Linked DNA regions of Gossypium hirsutum: region 2 is linked to region 1. A link is a contact called in public Hi-C data. All regions are on one chromosome and are shown on one strand. The core of a region is the stretch at or near the end of the contact, and the rest is flanking DNA. Distances in the headings are between cores, read along the strand shown. Region 1 holds the start of LOC107934615. Region 2 holds the start of LOC107934609 (norbelladine synthase).

Region 1 (6,976 bases), core at 2,470-4,969:
TTGGTAAAAGGAAACAAGCCATTGTATAAATGGGCAGAGCCTGTAAAACAGCCTTAATAAAAACTTCTCTACCTCCTTAAGAAATATGCCTTATACTCCAGTTGTTGATTTTCTGCTTCAAACGATCTTTCAAATTCTGGAAAGCCGTTTTTTTTATAGCCCACCAAATTTGGAAGCCCAAGATATCTCTCTGGATCTGTCGAGCAACGAACATTAAGAACCTGAAAAACCAGATTCTTGTCATGATCCTTCACATTAGTACTGAAAAAAATAGTGGATTTCTTAAAATTCACACACTGTCCTGAGCATGACTTATACTCTGCGAGAATGTCCTTCAACACATTGATTCCCTGATTCGATACATCTCCGAATAGAATACAATCCTCTGCAAACATTAGGTGGGTGATAGGGGGCAGACCTACAAACTTTAGCACTACAAATTTTCTTATCCTCACTAGCCAGTCTCATTAGAGTAGAAAGTCCTTCACCACAAAACAAAAAGTGATAGGGATTCAAGGGATCTCCTTGGCGCAAACCCCTAGAAGGTTTAAAACTAGACCCTTCTTCCCTATTAATCAAGATGGAATATTAGACAAAATTCATGCAACGGATAATCATATCAATAAAATGCCCATCAAAACCCATTTTTAACATTATTCCTTTTATGAAAGGCCACTTCACTCTGTCATATGCCTTACTCATATCAAGTTTTAAAGCCATGAGACCCTTTCTCCCATATCTTTTATTCTTGAACGAGTGAAGTACCTCATAAGCCAAAAGTACATTGTTAGTAATGAATCTGCCAGGAACAAAAGCACTCTGCGAATCATCAATACACTCATGCAAAGCCTTTTGAAGTCGATTAGCAACAGTTTTTACAATAATCTTAAAAATAATTGCGCATAAATTAATAGGGCAAAAATTCTTCAGATTAATAGGATTAGCCACTTTGGGAATAGCACCAATTGGGTTTTGTTAATATCCTCCAAAGAATTTCCATTATTAAGAATATTTAAACAAAAACCACTAGCATCCTTACCGATCATGTGCCAGAATTTTTGGTAAAAGATTACTGGAAAACCATCAGCACTCGACGCTTTAGTAGGTCCTATTCCTTTCAATGCCTCAATAATTTCAACCTCCTTGTAAGTGGCTGTTAATCTTTGATTCACATTGTCTGAAATACACAAATGGACCTTAAAAAGAATGCGCTCCAAGTCCCTTATTCCTCTAGACTCAAAAAAGTCAGAAAAGTACCCACAGGCAATGCTTTCCACCTCCCTTCCATCCATAGCAAGAGATCCATCCCTGCGTTGCAATCCCTAGATACGATTGGCTGGTCTTCTTTGGGAAGTAAATTTATGAAAAAACGAGGTATTCTTATCCCCTATTTTCAACCAATTAGCTCTTGCCTTTTGTTCCCAATATTTCTCCTCCTTATCCAAATTCATATTCAAGTGAAGTTTGACCTCAAAAATCTTGCCCAAATTCTCCTATTATATCTCTTCACAATTCAACTCCTCCAATCTTCTATTCAAACGCTTCACTTTCCATCCTTCTTTACTTTTAATTTTGTTATCCCATGCTTTCAAACTATCAGCAAGAGTTGTCATGCGAATAAGAAAGGAGCCAAAACTACCCTCCCATAACTTCCTAATCTTATCCTTACACGTCTCCTCCAAAACCCACTAGGCTTCAAATTGAAACCGAATAGATCTTCTATCCATCCTAGCATTCTCTATTTCAATGAATAAAGGAAAATGGTCCGAGAAAGAATGTGGGAGATGCCTCAACGAATAATTAGGGAAAAGTTAAAGCCAAGCATCGCTGGCCACTCCTCTATCAAGTCTTTCCCTAATGTTCCTTTCCATAGTTCTCCCTCTTTCCCATGTGAACCAAGCTCTCAAAAAGCCAATATCTTCTAATTGAAAAGCATCCAAAGTCCTGCGGAAAACCTCCATCCAAGCCTCCTCCCTTAGCAATCCTCCTTGTTTTTCATAAGTAAAAAGAATATCATTGAAATCACCACCCACCAATAAAGGAAGTGAATTATTTCTCCCTAACCTTTGAAGTAACTCCCAAGTCTCCACTTTATTCTTAAACTCCGGAGCCCCATAAAACCCGGTGAAATGCCATCGAGAAGTTGCATCATCTTCTTGAATTTAAACATTGATATTTTTTGGGAAACTCTGCAAATTGACTAAGTTATTCCCATTACACCCGACACTTAAGCCCCCTCGAGATCCTTTCGCTGAAACATCAATACCATTGTAAAATCCACACCGTCTCCTCACTGCCTCTATTTTATTAGCACTTAATTTTGTCTCCACAAATAAGACAAGTTGGGGATGATGAATCTTCAGTATATACTGAAGTCTTTTTACAGTTCGCAGACTCCCCAATCCGAAAACATTACAGCACGGTATTTTTATTGCTTTTGGTCGGCTAGCCCAATGACAGCCACTGATATCTGATTATAATGAGAAGAGTTCTCCCTAGCAACCTCCAATAAATCCTGAGCATTAGAAACATTTGAGATCAACACGTTAAATCTCTGCCTTTTTTTTACCTTCTTCATTAATAAAAGGTTGTTCCTCTAATTCACAACCCATTTGGTCGGCCCAACCCACCTGGTGCTTTCCTTTGAACGTCACTAGAAAATGAAGGCCCAAACATTTGGCTTTTTCCAAGATCCAAATCCTTATCCCCATTATTGCGAAAATTATTTCCTTGCTGATAATCATTCAAAACAGCAGGAAATTTGGACCCTTCCAAATTAATCCCAAAAGGGGAAATAAAATTAGCTCCTAATTCAAGCCTTTGATTATGACTTGATTGTTGGCTGGAAAATTGCCCAAAATGGGACTTTCCAAAAAAAACTATTATATCCTTCCCCCCTTAACCAGATACTATTAGCAATGGAAGCCTTCCTCCCTTGAGCTCTCAAAAACAGATCCCAACCCATCTCCAGTTCCTGCATTCCATATTGTAACCTCAGCGAACAAAAATTATTACCATGACCAAGACATCCACATAAAAAGCAAAATAAAGTTAATTTTTCATACTTAAATTTTGCATAAGTGAATTTTGACTCGAAAATCTTAATTTTCTTTCTTCTTTTTAGATGAATTCGAACATCAAACCGAAACCTAAATGCGTATATAATTCATATATCCATTAGACAACTGCTTCATGTCATATTCAAGAAATTTGCCAATACTGAACTGCCATAGAATCCTGGAAGAAACCCGGAGGCAACTCGTGGACATGAATCCAACAATCTGAAAACACCAAAGGAATAGCCGGTGGGTCTTCGTTCTCCTCAAGCCTATGGAAAATCAGGAGGTGATTATTGGAAGTCCAAGGAGCACCTGAGATAACCCGTGAATTATCTACCTCATTGAAAAACTTGAAAAGAAAGGGTTTCTCCCCCAAATCAGAAATTTGCACACCCTCCAAAGGATGCCAAATGTTGGCCATAGTATTTCTCATCGCAGGGAAATGCACCACACTAGCAATAAGAAAACACCCTACCAAGCAGAAATTATACACAACATTTTGTGCTTCAGATTTGTTTGGCAAAGAAAATGCCTCTTTCTCACCACACAACGAAAACAACCCACTACAAACGGAAGATCAAAGTAACAAACCGAAAAAATATAAGAAAAATACAACAAAAGGAAACAAATAGGAAGCAAGACTAAAGCGTGTCAAAAAGGACAGATAGAGCGTGCCAAAGCGGCAGATTAATTAACTCTAATATTAACTAAGTAATAATTAATATGATTAGAATTCTATTCAAGTAATAACTCTATTTTACATCAACAAAATTACCAAAACTTTTGTTTACATAAAAAATTAACTAATAATGGTAAATTACAAATACAATTATATTATTCACAAATTTTTTTTTTCTATATTTTATGCTTAGTGTTTTATTCAAGGAATAACTCTATATTAAAATTAGCATAACTTTTTAACTAATAATTTTAATTCTAATCCTAATTATTTTTAAATGTGCAATTATCACAAATTCTATTAAATTATAGTTATTTTTAAATGAATAATTATTACAATTTCTATTTTATTTCAACTTTTTAATTAATAATTTTAATTTAAATATTATAATTATTTTTAAATGTGAATTTAATAATATGATAAAAAATAAAAAATATTTTCATCAGTACAAAAAATTTTCTAAACTTATTTTTTTATATATACTAGTCTCAAATTTTATGTACACTGCATGTAAATATAGATATTTATTTTTTTATTTAATTTTTAAACCGTGTAACTAATGTAAGTAATTATTATTAAAATATATAATGCTATCTATACCGATAAATCATAATTTTAATTTATATATAACTAAAATAATTATTTATTATTAAAATTTAATTATTATTTTATTTTAATACCTTATTTCTAGCTTCAAAAGAATAAAAACTATATTATACAAAAAATAAATAAAAATATTATTCGTTTACTTTATCTATGATTAATTCAATACGTTAAATCTAACTTCTCAATTGTATATTTCAAGAAATACAAAAATGAAACAACTTATTTTACAAATTAGTTTTCTTTCCCGTGTGATGCATAGATTTTATACTACATTAAAAATTTTAATGAAATAATTAATCACCAATTTGAACCATATGAAATAAAAATGGAAAAAAAATTCAAACATAGACAACCCTAACTGAATTCAAAAAAAAAATCCAGGAAGTATAAATTGAGTGAAATTGAAACGAATGGAGGACTAAAGCAGACTAACAAATCATGAAGGACCTAATGCAAAATTAACCCAAGACCCAAAAAAAATCTAATTCCGACCCACGTGATTTGATGTGGATTTAAATCCAATCTGGTTACATAATGAAAGGGTGCATACTTTAGTCTTCAAATGATTTTTAGAAAATTCTAGAATGTTGCAATCATTTTATTTTTGATGCCACATTCACTGAAACCCAACAAATCGTAAATATATATTTTATATTTTACATCAAGATTTACAACTCCAAAATTGAAGTCCCCTTCTTTATTTTGAGAACATGGTGGTGAAAAAAATTGGGGCTAATTACGTAAAAATTTTCAATTTTAAACATAACAAGGGATTTAAGTTGATATTTCCTAAATTTAAGAAAATAAGTCAATTTTGGAGAGAGAAATAAAAAATGCAGGAACCGTTTTAGTCCAATGGTCAAGTTAAAATTTCAAACGGCTAATTACATTTTTACCTCCAATGACTATTTCATTTTATATATAACCCTTATTCTCTCAACTATTTTATTCTCAACATTTTCATTTAATTTCTCTCAAATTCTTCTTGTCTTAATTTTATATTTCATAATTTCTTTGATTTTATTTTATTTTTATAATCTTAAAAATTTCAATGCCTCTTTTTCGTTTGGATGACAAACACATTTTCGACGTCCAATTACAAATGGTAAGAAAATATTATTAATTTTTTAATTAATATAATTATTAAGTTGTTAACATTATTAATTTTTTTAAAATTTTTATGTTTATATAATTAGACCAAAAATTAGATTATCGAGACGTATATACACAATTTAAGTGCGAGGGCATCGCGTATTATTGAACAACACTTGGAAGAGGTGGGATTGTTGCACGTGTATTGTATGCTTAGGGGGACCAAATTGGAGCTCGCACTTATCAATGTTTTGTTGGAAAAATGAAGACTCGAAACGCACAAATTTCATCTTTCGTGCAATGAGTTTACAATTACACTTGAAGATGTAACATGGAAGTTGGCCCCATGCTTTGCGCTATACCGCTTCACTACAGCAACAAAAACATCTTTTGAGGAAAACTTCAATCCAACTGTCTTGAACTTACTTTCTTTTCCCAGTTTGTATAAACTTCCTTATGTTATCAATGAAATCATTATTTTCCTTCCCAACTGTTACACTTACCCTAATATTAACAGTATACTAAAGTATTCGCCATACGAAATTCCTTAACTTACTTGAGGGACTAAGCCAAGTCCCATGTATTATGCATACAAGACTAACTCTCACTTAACTTCCAGAGGATCGACTAAACCAAAATCTTTGATACTAATAAAATTGTAACACCCTATACCAGATCTGATTTACTAGATTCGAATATAGGATGCCACCAAACTTAAACACTTAACAAAAATTTTAAAATGGACGAAGACTTTACTAAACATGCTTACATATTTTTTATTATTTTAAATCCTAGATTTTGAAGATAAAAGACTATTTGATTACAACTGATTTTCAATAATAGTATAATCAATACCACCTAAAACTTTATTAAAACAGACCCAATCATGGCATATAATACTATTCGCCATTTAAAAACATCTTCTCAAGTGTCCTTTTGTATGCTTAATATCACTCTACAATCAATTATTTTGGCACGCCCCTAGCTTGGTCCCTTTTGGCAAATTGGTTCAAACCTAAAAACCTGCAATGCAAATAAACACTCATAAGTTCAATGGATCAATTCTTTGCTTTGTCAAAATTTTGTACCTAACAAATCGATGGAGAAAAAAAATGAATGAAAAGGTACCAGAAATAATTGTAAATTTTAAACTCACAATATGCTATGTTACAAAGCAAACCATTTTAATAAATTTGTTGGGGGTTAATTTATACAAATATGCTGAAAAAGAATGACAATTGAGAAAGTAGGTTGAAAATTTTAAAATTTACCGATTTATTCCTTAAAACTATGACAATGTCTATCCCAAATAAGGATAAAAATAAATCTACAAACTTTTAATTATTTCCAACCATAAGAAAAAAAACAAATTTTGGGTAGGTGAAAACGCACGAATTTAAATAAATTTGTAGAATTTCAAGACAGTTTCTAAAATAATTTTTTTAGCATATTCTAATAAATTAACCTAAGTTACATTGTTAAAGAGAGAATTTAGGTCCAAATCCTAAATATACCAATATTAATAGAGAATTTAGGTCCA
Region 2 (6,976 bases), core at 2,850-5,349, 160 kb before region 1:
TAAATGCAGCGTTTTGCGCGGGACCAAAATGAAATAAAAACAAAATTTTTGGGCAAAATTAAAAATAACGAAAGATTTAATTGTAAAACTAAAAAAAAGCTGAAGGGCTAAATGCGCAAATAGCCCCTTTAATAAAAACACTCGGATCCTGAGGGCAAATGGGTCGGGTCGGTTCGGCCAAGACAAAACGACTTCGTTTTGAGGCTTATGAGCTTAAGCCAAAACGACGTCGTTTTATTTTGCTATTTAAGTCACATTTTTTGTAAAAAAAATCATTCCATCTTTGTTTTTTTTTAAAAAAATCCTTCAAAAAAAACTCTCTACTCTCTCCCCCCTCTCCAAATCAGGCCTGATTTCGATCACCGTCGTGGACTCCGCCAGTATTTTTTTGGGTTTTTTATATTTATATAAACTTTTTTTTAAAGAAAAATAAAGAAAATATAAATGTATGAAAATATTTGAGTAGATTCGAAAAGAAAAAAATAAAAAAATAAAAAAAATGAAGTCTACCTATTGAGTTGTTGATTGGAATTTTGTTTTTGATTCTCTCATTTTTTCAATATTCACTCTTTTTTTTTTTGTAAATCTATTGTGTTTTTTATTCAATCTAAAAATCTTACAAAGAATTTTTGATGGCTTTTATAGCCATTTTTTACATGATTTATTGCTGTCTTTTCTTATTTAATCCTTGCAGGTGCAACTTGAGGGCGGTGGAGTGGTGGTGGCAGCAGTGGTGGCATGAGGCTGCTGGTCAGAAGGCTAGGGCAACGCCTAGGGTTAGGAGTGGCTAGGTGTTTTTTGTTTTTGTTTTTTTCTGAAAATGTTTTGGGCTGTTGGGTTTAGGTTTAGGTTTAGGTTTAGGTTTGGGTTTTAATTTTTGGGCTTTAGGTTTAGGTTGGTTTTTATTCGGTTGGGGTCTGATTGGTTTTTAATTTGGTTATTGGGCTACTTAGGGTTTAGTTTAGTTGCTTGGTTTTGGGGTCTTATTGGGCCCCGGGCTAAATTGGGCTTGTACACTGGCAATTGAACAAATTTTTATAAGTTTTTAATATTTTTGAATTTTTATTTTTAATCATTTATTTACTTTAAACTAGTTGACCAGTCGTTCTGGGAACTAATTGGTCAGACCAGTTTGAAATTGGTTTAATTGTTCGTTCAATCAATTTTTTAGCTCGGTTCAACCAATTTGTACCGATTCACAAGTCAACTAGTTTTTTTACTCTCATGGAATCGATACCCCAACTATTTCCCGATCTGACTGGCCAGTTTAGTCCAATTTAAATATCATTGAATCTTGGATTTTTTATATTTTAAAATCATTTTTATATTTTTTTCATAATTTTTAATCCTTTAAAATTATAATTTTTAAATTTTTATGTTTTTATTTAAAATATGAAAATTTTAATTTAAATTTTTTTTAACTACTTTTAAAGGGAAGGACCAAATTGACAAAAAAAAATTGTAAATATTAAAGGCTAAAAAAGTTATTTTGCCTTTGACACCATTAACTTTAATGGCAAAATTAGGTGAGGGACCAAGATTTTTAAATAAAAAAAATATAGGGACCCAATATCTCAAAATTAAAGTGTAAGAATTAAATGTTAAATTTCAAAAGAATACAGGGATTTTAGCATATTTGAACCCATAATAAATCAATGTTTAAAGAAAAAAAATTGATGTGTCAAAATTTTAAAGACGAGGTAGGGTGGCGGGGCACAATGCGAAGGCAGGGGATTTTTGTTTGTTTGGATAGACTTAATAATTTAAGGGAAATTGAGTATCCCTTTGCTTTCTCTTAAAAGTTAATTTTTTTTTAGTTCTCTTAAAAAGTTAGTTTAATTTGGGGGCAAAGCTAGGAAAAAGAAAGTAAAATGTTTTATAATTAAGTCACATATTTAAATTATAGAGTATGTCACATCAAACTATATTTAAACATCAAACTATCAATTAAGTCACATTGTATTATGTTTAAAGAGAGAATATATACTCGAATTTTGAAGATAACATTGTTAAAAGTACAACTATGAACCTCAAACATTCGCTGTAAAACGGACATATATCCCTCATATCTTGGATATGCATGAGAAATGAGCAATGAAACGAAGTAATTGGATTGGAACATGGAAAAAGAAAGTCCTAGAGAGTGGATTTGTTTTGGCAGAGATGTGTCCCAATAATTTCAGCCATCATTTCCAGTGGCTTAACGTTGACATGGGAAACAACATCAGCAAGCTTCTCGTCTCCTTCATACTCTATAGTTGACCTCACCATACATGATTCTGAATCTTTCTCCACTATCTCTAACCGAATACGAACCACATCGAATCCAAGATCTTTGTATCCTCCTTCAAGCACTTCTGTTTCTTTAACTCGATTTTCATCATCAATCTTTGTGAATCTTTCTTTCATGTAACCCCTTCCAGGGCTTCCTACAATGAAATTCACATTTTATTGCAAAATAGAATCACTTACTATTTCTAACCAAAAACTATCAATGTATCAAGTACGTACCTGGTGGAAGTGTGAGTTTGGCAATGGTTCCAACGCCTCCATCACCTTCTACGAATTCTACCCTTCCAAGAACCTCCGGTGCTAGTTTATCCACAAGCCTCCCCAGTTCCAGACCACGGTATACATCCCATATTAAAGCTGCCGGAACACCAACCGGAGTGTCCTGTGAGACATGGCCCTGCATCTTTCTCTTTTTTTTGTCTGGTTATAAGCTTGTGAGTTTTGATACCTTCCCTTCCCCAATCTTTTATATATACTTGTAAGTTGCAAAACAATCGAACAACGACAAAGGGAACAATAAAGATATTGACTCGGTCGCCTGCCTTTCTCAAACGGGGTCGGCCCTTCAGTTTGGAAGTCCCGAAGTGGGAATCAATGAAAATACCTTGGAAGTGACCATAAGATTTATTGAACTGAATATGGAAAAACCAATCACTTTTTCATGTTTGTTCTTGCATTTAAGCTATTACATTTGGTACTAAACATGAGTTTTTATATGCATGAGAAATATATAGGACATTCTCACTTAAAAGACAATCATTGAGAAGTATGTTACAGAGGGTAGAGATTCCAAGAAAAATTCAGTGGCAAGATGAAGAGAACAAATTATTTCAAATTTAATAAAAGCATTGTATCCTGGTGTAACAAGCTGCATTAAAAATTTAGGTTCTTCTCGGATGCAAGAATTAGACACCAGTTTAAAGCAACTTCTTTGAGCCAACTTTTGCAGTTGGTTCTTGTACATATCTATAAAAATGACACATATTTGTTAACAATACTGAAACTTTTCCACTAAAGTAAAATGAAAAATCTACAGTTTAACTTCACTTTCATATTAAAACATTTGCAAGACACGTAAGGAAGGTTAAAGAAACTAATATTCAATTATCAAAATCATCACTATTTTTCCAAGAATTGCAAGATTTCATCTAATTCTCGAGTGTCCCTCTCAATATTAGATAAACAGATAACAAAGTATTAATCAAAACAACTGAGTTCTAAAATATATCAACCAAAAACTCACATCATTAATCTCAAACAGAGTTCATACAAGTACATAACCCTCATCTGAAAATCAAAATCTTCATTGCGCAGCTAACAATTCAAAGAGGTGCTTTTTTCACCTCAAACTAGAAAATACCTTTCATATTTTCTATTTGTTATTTTTCCCCTTTTTAACCAACCAAATAGAAACTGAGGTTGCAATAAAATCCACCAGAAAATAAAATAAAAAATAAAAAAACCCACCTTGTTCACATGATCCAAACACCAAATTCCTAAATAAAATAGTCCCAACTATAAAGATAGGAAAATTCAAACCTAAATTTAAAAAACGAAAAAAAAAACAGAAAAATTAATTAACCTTCTGGTTATCTAGGCTTTCTGTGTATTGTTTTAGTGTATGAAAGCTATCAAATCCAAGATCATGGAGAAACAGAAAATTTGCCTATGATGGAGTCCTTTTACGAGATGAGTGGAGGTGAGAGAGTGAACATTTGGATAAAGTGAGAGATTTGGTCTTCCACTTCTCCTTGCGTAATGGGATAAAGTCTTCTTTTTCAGTTGACTCAAAATATTTTACTGAACCAAACCCCCTAAAATACCAAAAATATTTTATGAGATTATTTTCCTATTACAATTTGTTTAAAAAAATAATTTTTTTAAATTGTAAGTTTTAAGATAATTTAATTAAGGATTAAAATGGTAAATATATCATTTCAATACAAGATGGAGGGTTAAGTATTATTTTTCTTTTGTAAATTTAATAACTCCAAAGACATTCATTTTATTTCAATTCACAACCTTGGCTGAGGAGGGTATTTTGGTTTGGTGGTTGGGCTAGTAGCGCCAGTTATCTACATAGCTAAGCTTTACAAATGTTTCTTTTCAAATGAAACTAGATAATTAGATGATGGTGGTGTTAATCATTATGCTTAATATTTTATAATGTTAACTAATGGGTATAGGGTGTGTGTGACTTTTGGTTGGATGGTCGATTGTAAACATGGGAAATTGGTCAATGATTGTTCCCACTAACATTTAGATATTGTCATATAATTTTAATAAAAATGGTTTTTTTTTGGGAAAAAGGGATGGGACGGTGAGAAAGAAGGGAGAGAGGAGAAATTGAAGTTGTGAATGGTTGTGGCTAGAGGTGATCATGGGTCGGGTCGGGCCAGGTTCGGGCCAAGCCCATATAAATTTTTAGGCCCGTCTACTAGACTCAGGCTCTGCCCGACTCGAAATATGGGCCTAAAATTTTGTCCAAGCCCGGCCCGAAATAAAATTACTAAGCCTGAGCCAGGCCCGGCCCGGCCCATATTACTTTTTTTTATTTCATTAAATAAAAAAATTAAAAATATAATAAATCAAATATATTTAAAAACATAAAAACAAATATTAAAACAAATAAAAATAATACTAAAACAATTCTTAAAACAATACACAAATTAATAATATAATAAAAAATGGTTATATTAAAAATTTAAAATAATTAAAAATAAAATAAATATATATATAAATATATAATTCGGGCCAGGCCCGGGCCAAAAAATCTTACCCGAGGCCCGGCCCGTTTTCTAAACGGGCCTCGTTTTTTTGCCCAAGCCCATTTTTCGGGCCTATATTTTTACCCAAACCCTCTCATTTTTCGGGCGGGCCTTCGGGCCGGGCCGGGCCGCCCAGCCCATGATCAGCTCTAGTTGTGGCTGGACGAAAGATAGAAAGAGAAAAAGACTTAAACATTTTGATTTTCTTTCCTTATGCTCATCTTTGCTAACTGTTTGAAGAAAGAGAAGTGGGTGGTTAAACTGTTTCATGGTCAAACTGGGCTCATTAGGAGCTGATTTTAGGAAGAAAAATAGGTAAATCCCTCGACTCGTCTTTGCCTCTAGACCACTGGTGGGAATGGGACTTTGGAGAGGTTGGTTTTAAACTTGACCGAAGGTCCCTCTTGCAGCTGAGTTCTTGCATGTCCAAGGCTAATAAATTCATGAAGTGTTCTAGTAGAAATACAGGGCTGCGGAATGTGTTTTCTTTTGTTGTGTACAGCTCAGGGAGAAGCTGGAAGCAGCAGTAAGAAAGGGAAAGGCACGGCTTCAGAGTAGTTTCAGTTGGATTTTCTGGTGAGATTCTCACACCCTTCTTCTTTTCCTTATTGTTCTGTCAAATGGTGAAATTGGTAAGGCTAGTAGGAGATGGAAGTTGAACGGTTGTTGTATGCAGATAGCATGCATGCTAATCATGTTTTTATTTTCTACTTAATACATTATTGATTATGAGTTAACATGAATGTTCGGTTGAACATATACCTTGAATTATGTTCAAAAATTTTAATTGATTAGTTGTACTCTTCTTTTTGCTTTTGAATATTTGAAATATTGAAGGTGAAAAGCTGGAAAATTTCATGTTGAAATGTTGTCGATGTAATAGGCCCAATTCGCCCGGGCCCAGACAAAAAACCATAACAAAAACAAAATAAAATTAAACCCAAATTAAAAGTCCAAGTCCAAATTTTACAAACCCCAACAAAAAAATAAAAACATAGCTCAATTCTAACCCTAGCCCAAATCAACCCAATACTTAAACCAAACAAGAAAACCCTAACCTCTCTAACTCTCTTCAACCTCGAGCTCCACCCCCATGTACGACCCTCCGTACACCACCCCTCCATATCGCCACCACCTATAGCCTCCGTACCTGCAAACAAGACAAACAAGGACAACAAACAGAGACAGCAAGAAAATAGCAAAAAATGAAAGCAAAAAAAGAACAAAAAAAATTGTAATCGGCTATAAGAAACCACCCCAAAAGACATAGTATTTTTTTTTACAGAGAAATCGAAATACAAAAAGAAAACACAATGTTCAATAGAAGAAAAATTAAATGTGGTCTTTTGTTTTTTTTTACATATTTTTCTTCTCTTTTACATATATTTCTACTAGTTTTTAAAGAAAATAAGAAAAAAAGAATCAAAACTTACCCCTTTTGTTTCATTTGCGCTGTCGTGGAGTGGCCGAGGTCGTCGTCTCTGATGAAAGACAGCATTTTTGGGCTCGAGGAATCGAAAAGCCAAAAAAATGACCTTTTTCAATTTTTTCGGCCACCGTGGACGGCGACACCGTCGCCGGCGATCGGTGGCCGCCACGGTGGTTCGGTGACCGAAGTTCAGCCGGAATGAGGAAAGGGGGAAAGAGTTGAGAGCTTTATTTTTTATTTTTTTAAGAGAAGGGCTGAAATGAAGATTTTAAAAAATTTGGGGCTTATATAACATATATAAAATGACACCGTTTTGACTTAGTGCCTACTCACACTAAACGACGTCGTTTTGGAGTGAAACGGGTCGACCTGACCCGCTTCAATTAGGATCTGCGTGTTTTCTAGCTCATGGTCTATTTGCGCCTCTAGCCTTTCTGCATTTTCAGTCTGTTTTAGTTTAGTCCTTTTTCACCTTTTTTTTTTAAAT

What was found. Hi-C and Micro-C count contacts between places; a contact is called where the count stands out from the background.
Region 2: a Hi-C map of leaf shows a contact between it and region 1, with 3 times the contacts expected there. The contact joins the promoter of LOC107934609 here to the promoter of LOC107934615 in region 1. A contact is called at or near these places in 3 of 34 Hi-C or Micro-C datasets (callus and leaf).

The regions. Positions count from the first base shown.
Region 1 is chrA02:102,680,657-102,687,632 of Gossypium_hirsutum_v2.1, reverse strand. It overlaps LOC107934615, which reads right to left and starts at 3,719. Exons shown (of 4, transcript XR_005903693.1): 1 at 1,040-3,719; 2 at 1-221.
Region 2 is chrA02:102,841,472-102,848,447 of Gossypium_hirsutum_v2.1, reverse strand. LOC107934609 (norbelladine synthase) reads right to left here and starts at 4,099. Exons shown (of 3, transcript XM_016867087.2): 1 at 3,875-4,099; 2 at 2,512-2,855; 3 at 1,928-2,429. The coding sequence starts at 2,695. The coding sequence ends at 2,137.